Regions from separate parts of the Mus musculus genome. Here region 2 is linked to region 1. A link is a contact called in public Hi-C data. All regions are on one chromosome and are shown on one strand. The core of a region is the stretch at or near the end of the contact, and the rest is flanking DNA. Distances in the headings are between cores, read along the strand shown.

Region 1 (4,641 bases), core at 939-3,438:
GTCCCTGAGGCAGCCAAGTAGGAAACGGTCCAGGCCAAGGCTGGCAGAGAGAAGATAGGAAGTGAGTTAAAGAAACCTGTCTAGCAATTCTATAGAGTCCTGTCGGTCCCTGGGACATAAACAGGTCTTGAAAGGCCTGAGCTGTGCCCCTGTGAGAGACTTTGGAGCAGGCTGGCCAGGAGGTAAAAGCTAATAAGCTATGGAAATAGCGATTACTTCCCCCATGTCAGGCCCTGGGCCAGCTAAGAAGGATAAAGAGGTCTGGGATATTTTTAAAGTATTTTTGCAGCAGAAAAACTTTCCTACAGACTCAATTATATAACTATCAGACTCCACCTCTGAGCTGAAATTATCCAAGGCCTCAGGATGAAAAAAAATAAAAAAAGGAAAGAAAGAATTTTTTCCTATATGAGGGTCATAGGTTTCTCCAGAGAACTCTGAGCTACATGGCCAGTGACCCAGGGCAGCTGCAAGCCATCAATCCACAGACCTTCTCAAAGGCAATTTGGAACTTGCCAGAGACAAAAAAAAAACTGGCCAAGCCAAGGGTAGGAGTCACATGCTGAGCCTAGTCAGTATAGATGATGTTGAGAGGTCTAGATCCACATCAGCACCCTCCCCATTCCTGAAATCCAATGGGGCTGGGATCACTGATGCTATGGGGATGTCCAGAGGATGATGCCTCTTTAGTTCCCAGGGACTGTCCTGCCCTTAGCAAAGTATACAAGTAAGTGAGAGAAAGCCTGGGGTTTAAGCCATGCAGACATTCAGCAAGAACAGGACAGCCAAAATTGAAGGGACAGACCAAGGGAGGTTAACTTACAGCCCAGGTTTTTGTCAGCCTGAAGATGGGAGCACTTTGTAATGCTGACACCACAGACATGAGAGAATGAAGGTTGTTCAGTTCTAGAAGTTTCTGGGGGGAAAAAAGATATGGAATACATTATTTTGCTGCCATAGACAACAGAACAAAAACATGCTTGAGTGTTGCCAAATGTTGTCATAATTATGCAATTCAGTTACACTTAAAATATCTCACATAGAAAATATAGTGTAGGAAGTTCATAGGAAACATATGCTCATTTCCTCCCATTTTTTCAGAAGGTGTGTCTCCAATTTTCATAATCTGACTTGTTTGACTGCTGGACAGAAGCATGGCTCAAGACCAGATAATTCCTCTATGTTTTCTATAGCTGACTCTGAGTCTCCCTCAACAGGCAGCTGTGAAAAGACCCCAGTGTGCCAACAGCATCAGCAGCTTATACAGCAAATACCTTAACCCTGGATGGGAGAGGGGCCAGGGAAGATGTTATCAATCTGTATAATGGCTCACATCTGGGAAGGCAATGCTGAGGGTTCCCAGGCCCTTGACCATGAGCCCTTGAACCAGACACCAAATGAGTGAGGACACATGGTGTCACTTCAGTCTCAGTCAAGTTATCAACCACAGAGGGCCACAGACTGAGACACGGCAGAGTCAGAGCAGAAACACGTAATTTCTACGTTCTTGCCTTTAAGGCTGAAGCATCCTTGCTCATGGGATAGGCCCTATTTCTCATTTCTTTTGTGGGCACTGAAGCGTGGCCTTGTGCTCGTCAGTGTCCTCAGAGTTAAACTGAGCATGTCACCTGAGATGTAACATGTCTCCTCTACCTGGAAGGCTCATTCCCACTCCCTCACTACCTGTCCTGGGTACTTTCAGCCTCAGGTGGCCCTTCCTCTACCATGTCTTTCCTAAACATGTTCTCAAATGTCTGTGTTGACACATGTGTCCTCTGAAAGTGTGGATAAAGTGTGATCTACCACCCTGCATCTGGACCTTGCACAAAGCTCAGCTCAGTAGGCAAGATAAATAAATAAAAGCCTTTGGGCCTGGCCCCACAGTTCTGCGTCTACTTGGAAACATGGCCCTGACCAGACAAAACCAGTCTTCACTTAGACATGTGTTACACTCTGACTGTTTCCTATAAGAATAGATGTTCCTAGGGCGGTTTCTGTTGAGCATCTGACTTGCAGTGCCCGCCACAGACTCTGTTCCCGGAGTGACAACGCCTCTAGGGCATTATCTAACCTGTTCCTTTCTCTTTTAGAGACTGGAAAACCAATACTCAGGGAGAGAGGGAACCTACCCAGGACACACATGGGGCACAGCCAACATAATTGGCAGTAAGAGAGAAAGCAGAGATTAAGGAGGGGCCATTTGGGGCTCCGTGGGTGGAAACATTGCTCATTTCCAAACAGAAGCCCCATGAGGACTGTAGCGTGTGGGACATCCTCTTCTAACCCAGCCGTAAGCAGCACAAAACCTCTGTCCCTGCCAGTTAGACTGCTACCCTTAATCTTCTGGGAAGGGGGGGGGGCACAGCAACTTGGCTGAGGGTACATATAGTGGAGACTCCTGTTCTGCTGGCTGGAGGCCTCAGCATGGACCATCACCTCTCTTTGCGGCCCCTTCCTACTGTGCAAATGGGATGATACCCTGTGTACAGTGACGTCCCACACTGGCACGGCAACTCCCACAGAACCCGGAAGCAAAGGGCCTGAGTCCAGGGCAGTTTTGGTCTCCTGGTGGAAAGAACATGTCTTGAAGGAAGCTAGGAACTGGGTAGAACAACGCTGCCAAGGGGACTCTGGCAGACCCAGGGAGTGAAAGCAGGGGACTAATACTGAGTATGACAGTGGTCCAGGAGAGCCACAGCATGACACAGTCTGATAGGCAGAGATGAAAACAGAGGAAGGGAAGGAGGGCCTGATTTGAAGAACGGAAAGAGCCTATCAGAACAGAGGCAACATGGTCAAATGTCCAGGCCTTATCTGAGAATGGGTGTGGGGGCCACTGTGGATATGACTGTGCAGGACATGCCTGGATCAAAGGCAGTGGGCCTAACTACATACATTGGCCCCCAGCACTGGCAAAACCCAAAGGGGAATGAATGAGTTCCAGGGAACCACTGGGCCACAAGCAGAGACCACAGGTCTAAGTAAGGGGAGTAACTGGCCATAGAATTATAGGATAAGAAGGAGCATATTTCTTTTTTTCTTTTTCTTTTTTTTTTTTTTTTTTTTTGTTTGTTTGTTTGTTTTCTGAGACAGGGTTTCTCTGTATAGCCCTGGCTGTCCTGGAACTCACTCTGTAGAGCAGGCTGGCCTCGAACTCAGAAATCCACCTGCCTCTGCCTCCCAAGTGCTAGGATTAAAGGCATGTGCCACCACGCCCGGCTGAAGGGGCATATTTCTAAGGCTCACAGAAGGCACTAGCAGCCAGGTAGAGCTCACATCTGGCTCTGCCTAGGGAGATCAGGCCACAACCTCCCACCCACAGTAGGTACCCCTGTCCAGCAGGCTCAAGGCAAAACTTCTACCAAAGTTCTTAGGAAACATATTTTGAGAAATAAACAAAGAGCTTACCTTGGCTATTTTCACAAAATGGCTCAGGATTTCTGCCCTTATTTTTAAAGTCTGTGCTGTTAGAATTTCTCGTACGACCCAAAAACTGACCTGTAGAGTTAAACACACACACACACACACACACCAGAGACGTGGTTAAATGCCGGACTGCTCACATGACCCTTTGCCCACCATCACTGTAGGATTTCCGTGAGGCCAGGCAGCTTTGAGAGCATGGCCTAATGTCACATGAAGTAGACAGTTCCATGTGGCACCTAATCCCAGATGGCCCCCATCCTCCTGTCCTGCCTCTCCTTAACAGTGAGAGCAGTGTTGGGCTCCACTACACAGGCCAGTGTCTCTGCAGCTGCCTCAGAAAATAGTGAGATGACACAGTCTTGACTCTGCTCAGAAGAATCCAGATGTGGGGAGAAGATGGAATAAAGAATGGATGAACAGATGAAGGACAGACAGATGGATGTTCAGACAAAGGGAACTGTCTACTTACTACACCTTCCATAAATCCACATCCCCAGCCAATCCCAACACAAGGAGGATCTGCTGATATCTGCAGAGCTGCAACAAACTTCACTTTGGTTTTTTGCTTTTGGTTTTTTGAGACAGGGTTTCTCTGTATAGCCCTGGCTGTCCTGGAACTCACTCTGTAGACCAGGCTGGCCTCGAACTCAGAGATCTACCTGCCTCTGCCTCCAGAGTAATGGGATTAAAGGTGTGTGCCACCACTGCCCAGCTCAAAGTTCATTTTCTAAAAGAGGTGTGTCATTGATAAAAGACGCAAAGTTCTACTAGGCCTGAGGGGTATGGGTCTTCATAGACCAGCCATGAAGGGAGCTTTGGTATAGATCTTTATTCATGGCTGGCCTCTCACTTATACCAACAAATCCTGAGCCTTGAGTCTGTTAGTGGCAACAAGAAAGTTGTCTATCAACATGAGGCTGACTCACAGCACAAGGAAAAATAGGAAGCAGCCAGCCAAAGAATGCTGGAAAGTACTTAGTGCTTCTCATGTATGCCTTATTAGCATCAGGACAGCGGAGCCCGGGATACCAGGACAGCTTGATGGAAAAAGGGGATGTACAGACAGCAGGTGCATGGTAGGAAAGGAGGGGAGATGTAGACGCCCCTCACTTGACAAGGAAAGAGAGTGAAGGACCGCCTGATATTAACAAGGGCTCTTGCTGTTCAAGAACCCACCTTCTTCTGACTGAACTACTGCTGCTTTACAGGGAAAGC
Region 2 (4,723 bases), core at 1,332-3,831, 79 kb after region 1:
AGAACAGGAAAGCTGACCCTGCCCCTAGTCAGCTATAGTACTCAGGAGAGCAATCCCCACCCCCACACATCATCCCAGGAAGCACAGTGGAGCTTCCCTGGTTTCAGGAGTCACGGGTGACCTGGTCTCGAGGGTATGAGTATGGGAAAGCTGGATCTGCCGTTCATCTCCCGTGGCATGGATAAGAGAGAGATGCCCTCCATTGCCCCCTACTGCAGGTAGGTGAGCTGGCCTCTAGGTCATCAGAGCAGAAGAGCTGGCCCTGACCCTCACTTGCTGTAGCACTCAGGAAAGCAGGCCCTGCACCTTGCCTGGGCAGCACAGTAGAGCCAGCTGTGAAGGCATGGGTGAGCCAAACCCTGATAGCATGAGACAGGAGAGCTGTATCTACCCCTTGATCACTGCAATACTGGATGATCTACTCAGGACAGGGCTAAAGAGCTTGCCCTGGTGGTGTGGGTGCAGGGGAGTTGGCAGGCTGACCAGCTCAGATACCACTCAGGTCCAGATCCAGGGCTTTGAGTTGGCCGATCCCACATGTACCCTACCAATGAACCACTGGAACATGCGAAGAAGCCAGTCCTATAGATACAAAGCTCCAGGAGCTCTGTGACACAGGGCAACAACAGGATAGTCAAAAGGAGACCCACTGAGGTTCCAGGATTGATAGTATAGCAGAAGCCAGAGGCTTCAAACCAGATCAAACATTCACTGCAACGAACATTTGCAAGCAAAGAAGTATGGATAAAAGGGTATACTGTGGGATATACTATAGCTTTCACAACAAGATATTTTTCTTTTGGAGAGATTACAAAGGAGGAAGGCAGGTCCCAGGGGACAGGGAGATGAGTGGGATTACAGTACATGATGTGAAATTTACAAAGAACCAATAAAAAGTTTTAAAAAAGAAAGAGGATATGAGATAATGGTTAGATCATACTGTTCCCACATGGCCCCTCCCATTTCTAGGCACTCCACTGCCCCTGTGTCTGAAACAAACTCTACCCACTGCCCTATAGGACTCAGTCAGATGTGAGAACATGCAGAGTTTGCTCAGAAGGCAGCTGTGGGTAACTAAAGCTCTTAGGATAGGGCTGTGGGTGATGCCTGAGTGACCCTCTTCTGGATATCTTGGAAGGGTGGCCAAGAATGCGGCCACGCTGTGACCCAATCCAGTAATGAAGATGACACATGGTCCATCACCTATTTAATGGGTGCTGTAGGAAGTCTAGATGCAGTGTCAGCCTGGAGATGGACACACAGTAGGGACATTTACAGGAGGGTTGCCAAAGGAAGAAGTGGCCTTTCAAATAAGGCACCACACCAAGAATGGATGAGGGAAAGCGGCAACCCTCTCTGCCAAGGCTTTGCTCATAGCTGTGTGCAGGGTATCTTCTCCCCTGTTCACAACAGGCTACCCATGTGGGATAAGCTGGTAACCTGTGACCTCACTAGGGACATAGATCAGCCCAAAATGCCCTGGGGTTGGCAAGGCTGGGAAACTTCTTCCAGCTTGCAGGCAAGTGGGTGGCTACTACACCTCTCAAGAAACAGTGCTAGTGAGACAGACAGCAGACAGCAGAGAGGAGCCCATATGCAGAGCCAGGCTGACCTGGGCTAACCCACTCCACTGCTTGCTTGCTATACGCTTTCTAAGAAATCCACAGCTGAGTCCACGTCCCTTTATGCCCCACATGGTAAACCAAAAGAGCTTTCCAGCATCCTCCTTGGGAACCAACCCCACACAGGTGGCTATGTTTTAGGGAACACACCTACATGCTACATCAATTGCCCTTCCACTCCTCAGGATCAGGGCTGACAGGAGATGAAGCTAATACAAGAACCTGGAAATGCTGTCCTGACACGGCCTTTAATATTTTAGTGGCTGTTCCTAACCAAACAGAATCTTGACACTTCAGGAAACACTCTGCCTCTTCCCATACTCTTTCCTTAAACTCGGGGATGGGCACAGAGAGGTGGAAGCTGGGAGCCAGAGCAGAGCCCACGTTGGTTTCAGTGCAGTAAGTTATAAGCAGCTACTGTGTGAGAGACACTGGGTAAGACACAGCTGCCTTCAAGGAGATTCGAGCGTCTAGCCAAGAAGGTAAGGCAGAGCAGACTAAAAGATACAGATGCAAAGCATGGCAGGATGCAGAGTGTAGCCAGGATCATGAGAAGAGGCTCAACAAGCATCGTGAGTATTAAAGGAAAGAGCGTCCATAAACTAGGGTGGAAGGAGTGGGAGGGAATGGCCAGCACACCTACAGTGCCTAGAAGGCAACAGTCATGCCTGCACATCCTTGGCTCCCTCACCCCCAGCACTTCAGAGCCACCCAAAACTTACATGGTGATCTGAGCTCTGGCCACGGGTTTATGGCTGAGGCAGCTCAGGGTAAAGAAAGGAGCTGACCTGGACATGAGAACTCTCTGTGGTGAGTACACACATCCGACGGAGCGTGAAGACCAGTGTCTGAGTAGATAGCAACAGGAACAAAAGAGCAACAGCTGTCAGAGTGGCCACAAGTGTGGACCAGGAGGGAACAGACAAATGGGGAAGGAAACTCTCAAAAGGAGAACCAGAGGAAACCCAACCACAGCTTGATCTGGGACAGAGGAGCCTGTGCCAATCACACTCTGTCACCATAAGACAACACCAGAGGTGACAGATTTACAAAGAGAAAATATTTGGCTCATAGTACTTCAGTCCAAATAAAGCGAAGGCAGAATGTCACCAAGGGTCCATCAAATTAGGGCTAGGAGGCAAAGCTAGGAAGAAAGCAAAACCGAGGCTCCCATAAGGCTCACTGCAGGAGAGTAGCTCACTTGTCCCCCTCAGCTCTTTTTCAAGCAGCCCTACCTCCCAACTTCCCACCTCAGAGTAGGACCTATGGCTGAAAGGCATGATGACCTAGGGCCTGGGGTCCATCCCAAGCTCTCAGGCTAGCAACCCTGGGCCAGCCTCTCCACACCCACGCTTTGCTCCCCTGACAGCACCCCCCTCTCTCCCATCTACAAGAGCAGGCAACACAGACTCTGGGCACCAGCCTACTTCTCTACCAGCTACCATGGCCCTCCCTACTCCTCCCTCCCAGCAAACGCCACCCGACCACTGAGGTGGCACTGACAGGTCCTCAGAATCTCCTCCTGACTAAGGCTAGAAACATGAGGCCCTTTACCTCAAGTCAGCTGACAGGGCTCACAGCCCCTCATCTAAACCACTTTCTCTAGCCTTGGCATTCCCTTAGCCCCTTGGCCTCTATGAAGTCTGTGTCCTCGGTTCACTGACTGCTCCGTGGAAATCAGAAGTCCAACTGCCAACTTCTCCCTAGCTTCCCACTACTCTGCTGTCCCATGGTCATGCACACTAGCATACTAAGGACGCCCACCCTGATGAACACCACAGACCCCTCCTTAACCCTACTTACACACTGGCTACTCCACACAGCAGGCCTCCAAACAGGCAGAACGACCCTTCTGTTATGACTCTAGCCTTGGTGCACCTAACTTCTTCATCATCTGCTATGACCAGTTTATATTTTTTCAAAGATTTATGACTTATTATTATATTTAAGTCACTGTAGCTGTCTTCAGACACACCAGAAGAGGGTGTCAGATCTCATTGCAGATGGTTGTGAGCCTCCATGTGGTTGCTGGGATTTGAACTCAGGTCCTTCAGAAAAGCAGTCAGTGCTCCTAACCACTGAGCCATCTCTCCAGCCCCCAGTTTATATTTTTTAAAAGCACTTTTTTTTATGAGATATTTTCTTTATTTACATTTCAAATGTTGTCCCCTTTCCTAGTTTCCCCTCCAAAAACCTCCTATCCCCTCCTCCCTCCCCCTGTTTACCAACCCACCCAATCCCACTTCCTGGCCCTGGCATTCGCCTATAATGGGGCACAGAACCTTCTCAGAACCAAGGGCCTCTCCTCCCATTGAAGACTGACTAGGCCATCCTCTGCTACAGATGCAGCTAGAACCATGAGTCCCACCATGTGTTTCTTTGGTTGGTTGTTTAGTCTGAGGGAGCTCTGGGGGTACTGGTTAGTTCATATTGTTGTTTAAGAGCACTTTCAACATACATAAATTTATTTGTAAATGTACACTCTAAATTACACTTTACATTTACATACATTATAAGATGATTACAAATAAAAGATTATAGAGATAAAGATATGAGAATGTTAAAAATAATTGTATTTTACTCATTTCTGAAGTACTTTAGTAATAAAAGAAATTTTCTTAATGTCTATATAAACTTCTTCACAGAAGTACAATGTATGCAGAAGTGTACATGATACTCAAGGAATTCCCACTTCCAATCAGTACCTGTGTGGAGCCCCCACAAGTCCACGTGACCCTTCCATCATGACTTGCCTATAAGGGGCACACACTACTGTGGGTTGTTAGTATGGATTCACCTTGTCTCCTCCTAATCTATACAAAGGGTGTGTGCGCGGGAATGAACACTGTGGGTCACCCAGATTTCCCAGCTGAGCTGGTACTCTAACCAGGGTCACCACTCTACAGGATCCTAACAGGATGTGTGCCCATCCTACAACTGACAAGCTCTGGCCTGGCTTCCCATTTGGGCAATTAGTGTCAGCGCTGCTGCCAGCACTGCAGAGCAAGGCTTCTGGGACATGCCCGCCTGCCATTATGTGTGCCAGTCTCAGAGCTGGCTTGGTGCCACATGGGGGTGAGGGTTGTTTCTGTTTTTTCCTA

What was found. A called contact is a pair of places that touch in the nucleus more often than the background predicts.
Region 2: a Hi-C map of muscle stem cells shows a contact between it and region 1, with 1.6 times the contacts expected there. The contact joins two enhancer-like sites. A contact is called at or near these places in 3 of 39 promoter capture datasets (embryonic stem cells and stem cell-derived epiblast-like cells), 1 of 15 datasets of contacts at CTCF or cohesin (pro-B cells), 4 of 484 Hi-C or Micro-C datasets (cerebellum, embryonic stem cells, muscle stem cells and 1 more) and 4 of 115 datasets of contacts at active chromatin or transcription factors (bone marrow-derived macrophages, embryonic fibroblasts, embryonic stem cells and 1 more).

What each region holds. Positions count from the first base shown.
Region 1 is chr2:33,272,738-33,277,378 of GRCm38.p6, forward strand. It overlaps Ralgps1 (Ral GEF with PH domain and SH3 binding motif 1), which reads right to left. Exons shown (of 20, transcript NM_175211.5): 6 at 3,409-3,498; 7 at 824-916. Among named protein-coding and RNA genes, the nearest start is that of Angptl2, 59 kb to the left of the region's middle. Within about 2 kb of position 2,189, at least 21 of the 459 cell types and tissues checked have an H3K27ac peak or open chromatin away from gene starts, as enhancers often do. A contact at or near this core is called in muscle stem cells, where this site is marked.
Region 2 is chr2:33,351,105-33,355,827 of GRCm38.p6, forward strand. The region is part of intron 1 of Ralgps1 (Ral GEF with PH domain and SH3 binding motif 1); the gene reads right to left. Among named protein-coding and RNA genes, the nearest start is that of Ralgps1, 18 kb to the right of the region's middle. Within about 2 kb of position 2,582, at least 83 of the 459 cell types and tissues checked have an H3K27ac peak or open chromatin away from gene starts, as enhancers often do. A contact at or near this core is called in muscle stem cells, where this site is marked.